Regions from separate parts of the Anser cygnoides genome. Here all the other regions are linked to region 1. Evidence: chromatin contacts called from public Hi-C data. All regions are on one chromosome and are shown on one strand. The core of a region is the stretch at or near the end of the contact, and the rest is flanking DNA. Distances in the headings are between cores, read along the strand shown.

Region 1 (4,483 bases), core at 431-2,930:
AAATTCCACCTACAAATTCCAGAAATTCACCTTCGTTTTCTGTAAACACGGCTAGCTTTTTGGTCAAGAACACCCTACACTAGATCGAGTTTTTTCCCCCACCCCTCTACATCTTGCTCTGCTGGAACCCACAGACATCTTCTAGCTTGACAGCGAGTATTTTTGGTAATATATCCCGCAATTGTTACTTAGGATTTCACTTCAGACCTGTCTCCAACACCGCGGATGTATTTCACACACAAATTGACTGCATCGACTCCGGCTTTGAGTGAACACAAGGGTACAGTCACAAATTACAAAAAAGGATTCCTCCTCATTAAGGAGAAGCAAGGGAGCAGCATTCCTACAAGGGTCTGTAGGCAAGGAGCGGACATTTCAGCCGCGGCAAGAAACCCCTGGCAGTCCTCCTCTCCCGCGAGGAAACGTTTCCTTTGAGAAAGGAGAGTTGCGGGGCAGAGGAGCCGCGATTACTCACCTTTAACCGTTTAACCACCTCATCGTTGGTAATTTTGTCCGTGATCTCCTTCACCCCGGGAGGGTAGTAGATGATTTTACCGTCGGCGGCAGGTTTCGGCTGGGTAGCAGGGAAGTCCATCCTGGCGCCGCCGCTTATAAACTTTCCCTCTGCGCAGTCCTCTACCGGCCTCTATCGGTCAGAAAACAAAAGTTCAGCGGATTGGGAACGACTTTCTAACCCTCTTTTTCCCATTTCTAACCCTCAATTCGCACAAGGCCCCGCTCCCCGCCGCGCCGGCCGAGCCCCCCGCCGCCGCCCCCCGCCAGCCCGGGCAGCGCCGGGGCCGGGCCGCCGCCTCCCCCCGCCGCCCCGGCCCCTCGGTTCCCCTCCGGCGCCTCCTTTCATCGCGGGGCTGCTCCAGCCCGACGCTCTCACTTCGGAGCCGACGCTTTTACAATGAAATTTCGGCCCCCATCCGAGGATGCCCCGGCCCCGGGGGCCCGCTGCGAGCCCCGGAGGGGAGGGACCGGGGGGGGACCAGCCCCGGCCCCGAGGGGAGGGCTTCGGAGCCGGCCCCCCGCCGCCGGGAGCCGAGGCCTAAGCGGTTAGGCCTCAAAACTATCAGGAGGCAGAGAAACCAACGGCGGAGGGGGAGGGAGGCGGGGAGGGAGGCAGGGAGGCGGCGGCGATCGCAAACAAAACCCCCCCGGCGGCCCCCCCCGAGCCCCACGGACCCCTCCCGGGGAGGGGGCCAGGCCGCTGGCCACTTTCCGTTTGTTCCCGCAACTTCATGGCCCCCCCCCCGGCCCCCCGGCCCCTCCTCGCCGCCCCGCCGCCGCCCCTCGGCGCCCCGCCGCCCCTCACCCCAGCGGGGCCCACAAAGACCCCCCCAGGGCCCGGGCCCCGCGCACCCCCGGCCCCCCTCGGGGCGGAGGAGGAGGAGGAGGGGGGGGGGGGGGGGGGAGGAGGAGGAGGAGGAGGAAGGAGGGGAGCGGGACCCGGAGCCGCCTTTACCTCATGCAGCTCCGGAAGGTGCAGCATTGAGCAGGCTCCGCACCGGCTGCTTCTCGCCACTCCGCCGCCGCCGCCCCCCCGCCGCCGGCCGCTGCCCTGCGCTCCTCGCCGCCTCCCTGCTCCGCGGTGCGGCGGCTCCTGCTCGGGGACGGGGGAGGGGGAGCTGCTCGCTGCTGCTGCTGCTGGCGGCGGAGGCAGGGGGAGACGGGGAGGCTCCGGCGGAGCGTGCGCCGCGGGGCCACAGTGCCGCTCTCCGACCGGCCGGGGAAGGGCAGCCGGGAGGAGGCTCCGCGCCGCCCCCTCCCCCGGCCTCCCCTCCCTCCTCCCGCAGCCCTAGGCAGGATCACCCCCTCCCCAAGCCTGGCCCGGCACGGAACGGCACGGCCCCGGCCGCAGGGCAGCGGGGGAAACCGGCCAGAGAGCGGCGTCCCCCCACCGAGCCTCCCGCAGGGCGGCGGCGGGCAGTACCGGGCACGGCCGCCGCAGCGCTGCCTCACGCTTGGCGCCAAAAGCCCCGGAGCGGCCCCTCAGGGCTCCCCGCGACCCCTCGGGGCTGCCTGAAGCCCTCAGAGCTCCCCGCAGTCCCTCAGGGCTTCCCCTGGCCCCTCGGGGCTGGCTCCAGCCCCTCAGTGCTCCCCGAAGTCCTCAGGGCTACCCCTGGCTCCTCAGGGTTAACCACGACCCCTCAGGGTTAACCCCGGCACCTCAGGGCTGTCCCCAGCCCCTCAGAGCTCCCCAGATCCCTCAGGGCTGTCCCCCGGCCAAGCCCCGACCCTCAGGGGTCTCCTCCTTTGCCATGTGAGGTGTGTGTGAGGACTGGGGGACACAGAGGGGACTGGGACATGTTTGTCCCCACAGTATGTGCTCTCCACACCAAGGTGCGTGGTGCTGTTGGTGGTTTTGGCGGCGTTTTGCAGGCGCTGCTCAACCCCATGTCTCCCTTTCAGCTCTTACTTCTTACCCCGCGGATGGTGTTGAGGCCCAGCCAGTGTGATATATCACAAAATTGGTGGTAAATTGTGCACGGTGGCACCAACAGCGTGAAGGCAGGTAAATAGCCCTTCCTCAGAGAGATTGGGGATAAATCTGCATCTACACATTGACATCTACGTTTTTTGCCCTCGCTGTTGGCAGATGAGCATCTCAAACATTGGCTTCCTTATAAATCTTCAGCAGGAATCTGAAGGTGCAGATCGAAGGGGCCCTTGCCAGTAACCTCAGGAAGGCTTTCCCTGTGAAATGACTCTGTAATGTAATATTCTTTCATCTTTACAAGAGATGGAATATGTCTGGAAAGAAGGTCAGTAGCAAAGTAGGATGTATCTGTCCATTTTGAATCTGCAGTTCATGTAACACGTCCACGTATAGACACAAGTACTTATCCAGCTGCCCGCCCTGTCTCCAATTTCTTGGTTAAGCGAACCAGCTGAAAGTATCGTTGTTCTCACTTTTGAACATCTCTAGTGTATTTTCTGCAGAGGCAATTTGAGGAAGACAGCTGGGATCAGCGTGACCGAAGGGGACAAGGAGCTGGCTGAGTGTACAGGAGCAGCAGCAGAGGGGCTGGCCTGGCCTGCAGGAGGGATGAGCCCTGCAGCCTGTGGGAAGGATGTCCGTGTCCGGGTTTACAAGGGCTGGGAGGAAAACGAAGACTGAGGAGCTCTCAGGTACTTCAGGTGTAATAACGTGTGGGTAGGAATTTTCTTTTCTGCACCTGTATTCCCTATTTGCTTGCAATGTTGTCTTGGAGGAGTTAAATGGAAAGCCTTGAGTGTCCGTAGCCTACGTGAAACCAGCTCGGAAGGGTGATAGTGGAAACGACTGAGAGTTGCCAGAAATACACAGCAGATCCCAGATTCTGATTTGGGAATCTAGAACGATGCCAGGCAAAGGGTTTAGATCTGGTTGTAAGTCCAAGGTTAGAAAAAAGGGATTGTCGCCAGGCTTAAGGATCAGTGGATTGGGACACTCACAATAGAAAAGTGGCCGTGGGAGTGGGATACAGGATTCAGTTTTAAGGAGGTTTTACTGATTGAAAAGAATAATAGATAATAAAAAGCCAACTTCAAACTTCAGTGGCCGTTTAGATTAGATTTGCCTTAGAGCTCAAGTACTCAGACTAGCTGTCAACCCTTATTTGTTGTCAATAACATATGAAAATGCATATTGTCAGAACTATTATACTTTTAAGGAACTTGTTTTTTTCTTTATCTTTACCATTCTTACATTAGGTACTTTGCTTCCCAATTCAAATGACTAATATGAGCACTTCATTTGATGTAGATACTTCATTTTTAATATACTTTGAATTAACACAATAAATCAGAAACAAATCCTAAAAGATTATTCTGTTACTAAAAAGGAAAAGTATATATCAAAAACCTATATGAGCTGTCTTCAATTTAAATAGAAAAAGAGAGAATGGAAGTTAGTAAGTAAAAATGGTACAAGAAATAAATTTGAAGTGACCCTTTGTTGGATTTTTTTTTATGACCTAAATATGAAGGCAAGAAGATACTAAGCAGACTTTGTTGAGCAGAACTGAAGTCACATAGGTGTCATATTCTAGAAATTTCAGTATAATCTGTGAAGTTTCTCTTTTTAAATGTTTAAGTATTGTTGTATCCTTGAAAAGTGGTGTTTTATGTAAATTGTTAATATGACCTGGTGTCTTGTGATCTTGTAGTTACGAGTGTTTCACAAACTGACTCATCTTTACCTAGAAACCTTTACACAGCAGGTCATGAAGTAGGGTAAAGAATGAAAGGGGAGAGGGCTGCTCTCCCACAACTTGCTTTTAGTCTAAGTTAAGAACAAACACAGTGCAGAACTCTACTGTGCACTTCTCGTCATTTTTATTTTCCACTGAAGGATAAGATAAACTCTTGTATTATAAGATAAACGTACTCTATAACTAATATGTAGTTAGATGTGACAGTTAATAGATTTCACTTAGGAGTGCCAGCTAAGGTTGGCTCATTCAGTTATATTTCATCTTGAGCAAGCTGTTCA
Region 2 (4,241 bases), core at 785-3,284, 130 kb before region 1:
AGGACTGCAGTCTTTTGTATGTGGGTTTTTCTAAGGGTAAAAGACTAATGAGAACTTATTTCAGAGGATACACGTAGATTTGTATTGTCGACATACTATAAAATGTATAATGAAGTCAGACATGGAAGTCACTGAAATTATGCAAAGAAGCTGAGTATGCTCTCATTTTTTCTAAGCATTGTTTTCTTTCCAAGCATTTAAAAAAACAAATAAAAAATACTGTTTGAAGACTTCTAGTCTACAGTCCTGTTGTGGCCTAAAACCCTGTAGACTCTTCTGCAAATTAGTAAACTGCAGTATTCTACATAGAATATAGTATTCTATGGTATTCTACATTCATACCTAAAGGGGGTATATGACAATAACCCCAGTATGCTGACTACAGAGTATTGATTTTATGCAATATTTTAATGCTGGGAGACCTTGCCACTACTCCTTTCTACACCACCACCACCCCTAAAAAAAAAAAAAAAAAAAAAAAAGCCTTTTATATTCTCTATTTTTTACCAAAAAAAATTAAAAGAAAAAGGACAACTGAAAAGGGGAGCTGGAAAAGTATATGGTGAATATGAAACAGTTGCAAGATAAGAAAAAATGCCTATTTAAGGACAAAGTAAAGGAGTGGGTTATAGTAAGGAAAAGAGATATGGTAATTCATATTAATTTGATTTGCTTTTTGCAGTAACAGACTCTGACATTTGTAATCCAAATGAGCACATGGGAATGAACCTAGATACAAACCAGGCAAAATCACTGCCCTTTACCGTGGCCATTACTGGATGTCTACTACCTATAACATACAAACACACTCATAGGAACACAAAGGATTCTGACACTTGATACAGGTCATGTTTTCCACTCCATTCTGAGCAAAATCTGAATATTAAAAGCTCAGCTTTTTTACTACTATGAGCTGTCTGAAAAGACACGAGGCATTTAACCTGCAGATTTTATGTACTGCCCTTTTATTTTTTGTCCATAGGAGCTCAGCACACCATAAACCAAACTTTCATCCAAAAGCTCTGCGTAGCTTATTACCCTTACCTTACAGGTGAGAACCTAAGGCACAGAGAAATCATGGCCTACCTCCTCAAAAGGAACTTAAGCACATCATCAGGACCTGTATGTCTAAATTACTCTGAAGATGAAGGCCCAAGATCACACTGGAAGTCATTAAAAAGAAATAAGGCCTACTGCAAAATTGTCCTTTTCAGAAAGATTCTGAAAAACCTCAGCTGAGAGACTGCATTGTATATTGCGTTAAAAACAAGCTTTGATCTGAAGAAGAGCTAATTTGGTGAACAGATGCACATGGTACGACATTGTAGCAGGAAAATGGGCTTTTTCCAGTCAAATCACTAGGGAAAAGTAAATACACATAGAAAAATAACAATATACATCTGTATTATAGCTGCCAGATTATTTTTTTTAATCTGTTCAGCCCATACTTTCTTTAATGTGTATGTAATGGTCAAAATGCTACATATACTGATGGAGATAAACAGATAGCACTTAAAGATGACAGCCAGACTAGAGGCAGACAATCCCAATTGGAAGCCACTACAATCTGTTCTAAGAGAATGGAAATGGACTTTGTTGAGACAAATGTCTATGCTGTATATTGTCCTGCACTGTATAGAAAGAGCAGGCACTACAGAATCTTTCTATAGACCTCAGTGTCTTGAAAGGCCTCTAGCTCCTGAATAAACAAGCTGTAAATGCAATCTCACGTTCCCTTCTGAAAATCTATCTACGCTGCTCGGTACCATACCATATTTTGCGCACCTTAGACCGGCAGGGATGGTTACTGGTATCCTGCTCCTGTTTTCCAGACAGAGTAACATCTGTGGCTTGCAGCGTTTGGTTCTGCAATAAAATATAACAGTCCATTAGACAGGACCGACATGTTCACCTTTTAATCTGCTTTTAAAATCTTGTAGCAGAATCCATAAAAAGAGTTACTTGTGCTGCCTCCCCGTTACCTGCTCCAGGGCCTGCTGTGGCCCATGGGTTCCCCGTGTGCTGTGTGAGGAGACATCAGCGCACCCAAGGCGAGGAGCTGGGCTGGGAGAGAGAGACGATGGGTACTGTGGCTTTTTCAAGCGAGAATTTTTTTCAATTTTTATATATTTATTTATTTATTTGGGGGAAAAAATAGATGGGACCTGCTGTATGGACAGGTCAAACAGATTCTCAGGGCATGGGATGAGCCCTCTCTGCTGGGTTTTGCTCGGGGACTGGACCAGGAGGCTTGGCAGCCAGGGGTTTGCTCGGGGACACCTCAGGCCGCTCCCTGCCACCTTGTGCCCCCGGGGGCCGCTGCTTTTCGCCTCAGGGCCCCCCTTCCCCGCACCGCCGGGGAGGCCCCGATGCCTGCGGCGGGCGGGCTCCTCGCTGCCCAGCCCGCTCCGTGACAGGGCGAGCGGCAGGCAGCCGCCTACCCGGGGCGCACCCTCAGGCCTTGCGGGGAGGGAAGCGACAGCAGCCTCCGCTCGGCGGAGGAACCCCCCGGGAGGCGGCCGGGGCCTCGACGCCCCCCGGTGCGGGCTGGGCTCGGCTCCGCTCACCCGGCGGCCCCTCCTGAGCGGCGGCGGCGGCGGAGCCGGGCTCCGCAGCGCGCATGCTCGGCGCCGCCGCCATTTTGGTGGGGCCGGGAGTTATCCAGCGGGAGCGGCGGCGGCGGCGGAGCTCGCTGGGCCCGGCTCGGTGGCGGCGGTGGAGGGGTGCCCGCTGCGGAGATGGCCAACATCGCGGTGCAGAGGATCAAGCGGGAGTTCAAGGAGGTGCTGAAGAGCGAGGAGGTCAGAGCCTCTCCCCGTTGTCCCCCCCCCCCCCCCCCCCCCTTACGGACCGCCGCCGCCACCCTCCTCCTCCTCCCCCGGCTGCGGGGGGGAGGCGGCGGCGGCGGCGGCGGCCCCGCCGGTCCCCCCCGGCCCCACCTCCTCCTCCCCGCCGCCGGGGGTGGGCCCGGCCCGCGGCCCCGGGGAGGGGAAGGGCGAGGCCCGGGGAGACGGCACCCGCCGGGCCCTTCCTCCCGGGGGCGGAGGGGGGGGGAACGGGAAGGTGTGGGGAAAGCCCCCGGAGAGGGGCGGCCGCTGCTGGGCCTGCCCCGCCGCCCCCGGCCCTCGCCCCCGCAGCCGAGGCCCTGCCCGCCGGGGAGAGGCGGCTCGGGGTGGGCCGGGGGGTGCTGGGGCTGGGGCAGGGGGAGGTAACACCTCACAGCTCCCTCCAGCTCGCCCCGCAGGGCTGAGGCCGGGCAGCGTGTCTTTTACATTATCCTTTTGCGTTTCTTGCAGGTAAATCCCCCTTTACGTAGGGTGCTTCAATGCAGAACTTCCATTACCCCAGTGTAGGTTCTCACCTTCAGGTGGATGGATTTTAAAACCTCACTCGTTTCTGTCTTGCTACCTAGCCTTCCTGTCTTGCTCAGCAGAATGTTTCTGGAATGGTGTGTACCTGAGGGGCGTGCGGTGGTCGGTAAGACAAGCTGGCTGCTTTCAGGGGGCATCAGAGAAGTTTTGGAGCTGTTTGGGGCCATACACGGCAGCTCTAGCAGTGTTGCATCAGTACAGCTTCTGCTGTGTCTGGGGCTGAGTTGGTGGACGTCAGCCAGATAGGATTTAATAGTTGTGTCGTCATTGTCGTCCTACTTGGGATGATGTTGCAGGTTAGATGCTTGTGAAATGTTAATGTGAGCCTGTAACTCCTGCTGCTGGTGTTTTAGAAATCTGGACACATTCACAGAGCACAAGCTGAGAGGATATGTTTCTGAAGATAGTGATGGTTTAAGGAAATAGCGTTTAGGGTAGCAGTAGGTGATGTGCTTTAAAATCTAGAGTGCTAACAGTATTGTTGCTATGCAGCTTGAACTAGCCCCTAGAAAAACGTAAGGGCCTTGTTTTACAGCTGCCTTTAGAGCCCAGGCTGTTGTCACCAAGTTCTTGCACACTGACTACAGGATTGCCTGTAAGCTAAGAGAAATTTCTAGGTGGGTATCTTCATACCAAAGCTACAAAGACTAGACCTGGTACCACATATAACAGCTCATATTGTGGGAACAAAGAAGACTTTATTTGAAAGTGCTGTACAACAGCTTTAAGATGCCTTCCCTTTGCTTGATGCAGGGAAAACAAACAAAAAAAACGTTCTCCAGTTCAGGGGGGGAAGGGGAATCCATGCCAAATTTTCTTACTCGAGAGGTTGGATCCAGTGAAGCACGTTTTTTCTCTATTCCTGTTTCA
Region 3 (4,274 bases), core at 1,019-3,518, 220 kb before region 1:
GCTTTCTCCCTACTAAAGATTTATGAAAAGCAAGTTACAATCATTGTCAATTATAAATCTGAACAGTAGTAAACATATTGTAAGGTTCCATATATTCAGACAGACTGGAAAATGCTGCTTTGACAGTCATTTGCCATCTCCTGCTGTCCATGGCAGCCTAAAGAAGACAGTTTAGAAACCCCGTCACAAACAGTTAAGTGCAACACCTGCAGGTGCGCTCACCTGGCCTCATGCGCACCCTGCGGATGTACTTCTCTCCCAAGAAGTTTCGGATTTCCACCAGTGAGCCGTTATCCTGGATAACTACGTTGATGGGGAAGTGAGCGTACACTGACCTCATCTTGTAACGAAAGCCCTGGGATAAAGGACATCGTCAGATACTGAAATAAAAGCACATCCAAAAAAACACAGGTGCATAATGCTTACTGGATACATTTAAAAATGAAATATACTGACGATAGTTTCCTAGTAAGGACAAGTTGCTAAGCCCAAGAAATATTTGAAGCTTATTGTTCAGGTTTTTCTCCACCTGCAGAACTTGTTTGACAGCAAGGGGAGAAAAAAGAAGCATACATGCACACTAACTTGAATACTGAAAAAAGCTTGCACTGAAGTAAAAGGCTATTGCAACAAAAACGACGTGGTTCTCCTACATCAAAATACAACTTACCAGCGTAACACCCTTAATCATGTTCTGTACATGGCTGCAAATTGTGCGAACTGTTGCCAGCTCCTTCCTGTTACCCCACCACTTGTCAACACGCAGCTGGGTTAAGAAAAAAATAACAAAGCTTTCAGGACATTTCAAAACCAAAACCAAAGAACTTTGTGACAAACTAAGAGGGAGAAGTTCAAGTTAACTACTAGAAGTGTAGAAGTATTATTGGATGACTGTTGAATGCCCATCCAGCTCAAGCCTTATGTCCCAACACCCAATGCAAAGTTTTTCATCTTCTTTTTGCCCCATTACCCACAAAAGTTCAGAGAAACTAGGACAGGCAGTGGATATAAAAAAGCTCTGACACCTTGGCTGAAGAATACGATAACCTTCCGAATAGCACACCAGTTGTTCTGGGGTCAGTCACCCATATGTAATCTATCAGCTTCTTAATGATGCACTACATAAGGAGCCAGTGTTTTTATGATCCAGCAGGTGCTTGTCAATAAGTTACTGAAATCACCCACTCTTCCCGTTTTTTCTTAAATCCTTAAGACTACACAAAAATATTATGCACCTATTTGGAAAACACCAGCTCTCCCAATGTAACTTGCCAATTCTGAAAACTTAAATGCACAGAATTAATTTTATCTAGTTTAAACAGGCCAGCTCAAAAAACAGCATACAACAGGGAACCCTTTCCCTGGTAGTTATAACTGCAGCTACGAAGGAAATCAACCAACAACTTCATCCCTAAACATGACAGAACTTCAGGACTGTCACGGAGGCTGAGTGGGTCAGTGCCCCACAACTCCACTTTCTTTCAGAAAATACAAAAATAAACACTCAATAATTTACTTGCAGCATGAAAGACCTGTTATGCGTCCCCACCTTCTCCCTAGGAGCATAAACCCCAACCGTGCAGCACTCACCTTCTTGTGTTTCTTCCCCAGCAGAGACAGCTCCACGTTGATGTGGTTAAAATCCCTCCGCAGGGTTCCCCGGGGCCCCTTCACAATGACGGTGCGGCCCTTCAGCAACACGCTGACTGCGAACCAAAGACAGAAGCGCGTTAGCCGGCCGCGGTGCCGCTACCCGGGGGGCTTTCCGCACGCAGCCGTACCTTTGTCGGGGATGTCAACGGTCTGGTTGCTGAGAATGGTCTTCATCCTACGGGCGACAACCAGAAGGAGTTGGGAGCCTCGAAGACGAGCCCCTCGCCGCCCCCCTCCCCCCCTCACGCCCCCCAAGCCCCCCAGCTACGGGCGCCGCCCCACAAGCCCAGGCTAGGCCGCGGTGAGGCCTCCGCCGGGGGGGGGGGGGGGGGGGAGGAGGCGCCATCGGGGCGGCTCCCGGCCCGCAGAGCCCCATCAGAGCGCCGCGATGGCGGCCGGCACCGCCCCGGGAATCTGCCCGCACCCCCCGCGGGGCGCTGCGGGGACCGCCCGCGGCGGATGGCGGCGGATGCGGGGCGGCCGCGGGGCGGATGGCGGCCGCGGGCTCCCCCTCACCTGGCGGCGCGCGGGGCGGAAAGGGGCGGTGCGTGACGTCATCACGTAGTTATACCCGCTCGGCCCCCTGACGTCATCACGGGGAGGCAGGCAGGAGGGAGCGAGGCTCGACGCGCGCCAACGGGGGCGGGCAGCCGAGCGCCGAGCGCATCGATCGGGGGAAGGGCTGGGGGGGGCGGCCGCCATGTCGCTGCTGCCGCGGGGCGGCCGCTGCGGGACCGGCACCGCCGTGATCAGCGCCCGGCGGCTGCTGCTGGGGCCCCGCGCACGGGTGAGGGGGCGGCGGTCGGCCGGGGGGAGCCTGCTGAGGAGTATTTAGTGTTATGGGCTTGGGTGGTTGTGAACTGGCGGTATTTATAACCGATACATTTATAAATCAATAAACTGTGCCATCTCTTGTTTATTTTCAGGTGTCGGGGAGCCACGTGTGTAACCGGTACGGGACATCAGGTTCCCTGCCAGAGGAAAAGAAGAAATTTCTCCAAAACGGACCGGACTTACAGGACTTTGTCTCTGGAGATTTGGCGGACAAGAGTGCCTGGGCTGAGTATACGGGCAATTTAAAACGCCAGAAAGGCGAAAGGTAATGGTCATTTCGAGCAGCTGCAGTTGCGCCCATGCAGTATCTCGCATGTTTAGTATGAACTACAGAACACACACAGTGCGCTGTCTTTAAATTATCTTATCAAAGTGCTTGCCAATTTGATTTTTGAAGAAAAAACACAGTAATAACTTTAAATACACGGTGAAACATTAAAACATCGTGGTATTTTGCTCACTTGAGTGCTTGTGTATCGAATTATAAGTATACATAAAGAGGTGAGTATAGTGAAGTGGTGAAAAACTATTATCGATATTGAAAAACAAATTAATGCAGAGTAAATTTTAAAATGCTTAAAACATTTCTAGTTAGCAATTTGATCAGACTTTGTGATAGGCGTGCAAATTACACTGCCATTAATTGCTGCCATCTCCACTGTTGCACTATTAAATCCCACTGCTAACAGTTTTAAACCTTCCAATGACAACAAACTCCTACTTTTGAATATTGGGATGGTAATAAGCATGGAAGACGGAAGTCTGTTATGACTATGAGCGATGTTAATATTGGTCACTGAGCTGTGTCAATATCCAGGGAACCTTTCCTCATTGTGATATGTAACAAGTTGATGTAGATCTAAGAAATTAATGGAAACTTGTGTAAATATTTTATTAATCATAATTTTATTAATCCTGTTTGCTTGATTTCTTTTTCAGGCTGCGGCTTCCACCATGGCTGAAAACAAAGATTCCCATGGGAAAGAATTACAATAAACTAAAGAATACCTTGAGAAGTTTAAATCTTCACACGGTAAGTCTAGTACCAACCAAATTTTCCTGTAGAAATAAGGGATTTTTCTAATGATGCAGAGTTATTTTTTTGTGGAAGACAGGTAGAAATTATGTCTTGCATGGTCTTGCAAGCCCAAAGCTGGTCCTTTTTGACTGTGGTGAATTTTACCCTTAATGAAAAAAAAATCCTATAGAGAATTTCATGCTTTTCTGCTATGATTTTAAATATTAGAGTTTACTGCTTGCATCACCACTGAGGTCAGAAGATGCTACATGTGACTATTTTTAATGGAAACAGTTTCAGAGCTATATAACTGTTTTGTAAGAAAAGAAATTTTAGAAATACCCATTTCATTAAATATATGTTCAAGATGATAAAAAGGGGTGGGTACGCATGGAGGGTTGTTTTTTTTTTTCAGAGCAAGATCATGCTTTGATGTATCATAGATCTTGTGAATATTGAATCTTGTGCAATTGGTAAATGTAAAATATTAATGGCGCTGCGCTAATTAATAAGGCTGTTACTTGTCTGAGGAATTTTTGGAGTTGTGGTAGAGGAAAGGAGTGGAAATGGATGTAATGCACCAATGACTTTCTTCCTAGCAATTCTGCTGACTGCTTCAATAACAATGTGTGACTGTTAAATCTCATTTATCGCAGAAGGACTTAGGTTTAGTTTGTAGGCTAGTGTTGAAATACACATCACAGGACTGTCTGTTTAACCTCAGGTATGTGAGGAAGCACGTTGTCCCAACATTGGAGAATGCTGGGGA

The links. Hi-C and Micro-C count contacts between places; a contact is called where the count stands out from the background.
Region 2: a contact with region 1 is called in a Hi-C map of liver, with 9 times the contacts expected there. The contact joins the promoter of SMIM14 here to the promoter of PDS5A in region 1. A contact is called at or near these places in 3 of 7 Hi-C or Micro-C datasets (granulosa cells and liver).
Region 3: a contact with region 1 is called in a Hi-C map of liver, with 3 times the contacts expected there. The contact joins the promoter of RPL9 here to the promoter of PDS5A in region 1. A contact is called at or near these places in 3 of 7 Hi-C or Micro-C datasets (granulosa cells and liver).

What each region holds. Positions count from the first base shown.
Region 1 is chr4:24,454,604-24,459,086 of Taihu_goose_T2T_genome, forward strand. It overlaps PDS5A (PDS5 cohesin associated factor A), which reads right to left and starts at 1,681. Exons shown (of 34, transcript XM_048072987.2): 1 at 1,472-1,681; 2 at 476-646. The coding sequence starts at 1,498. It overlaps LOC106039128 (a long non-coding RNA gene), which reads left to right and starts at 1,864. Exons shown (of 6, transcript XR_007166619.2): 1 at 1,864-3,138.
Region 2 is chr4:24,321,613-24,325,853 of Taihu_goose_T2T_genome, forward strand. SMIM14 (small integral membrane protein 14) reads right to left here and starts at 2,035. Exons shown (of 6, transcript XM_066995764.1): 1 at 1,983-2,035; 2 at 1,786-1,866. UBE2K (ubiquitin conjugating enzyme E2 K) reads left to right here and starts at 2,653. Exons shown (of 7, transcript XM_048072849.2): 1 at 2,653-2,801. The coding sequence starts at 2,739.
Region 3 is chr4:24,235,587-24,239,860 of Taihu_goose_T2T_genome, forward strand. RPL9 (ribosomal protein L9) reads right to left here and starts at 2,269. Exons shown (of 8, transcript XM_048072872.2): 1 at 2,170-2,269; 2 at 1,782-1,828; 3 at 1,591-1,706; 4 at 671-766; 5 at 223-355. The coding sequence starts at 1,827. It overlaps LIAS (lipoic acid synthetase), which reads left to right and starts at 2,286. Exons shown (of 11, transcript XM_013185935.3): 1 at 2,286-2,440; 2 at 2,580-2,752; 3 at 3,427-3,520; 4 at 4,230-4,274. The coding sequence starts at 2,354.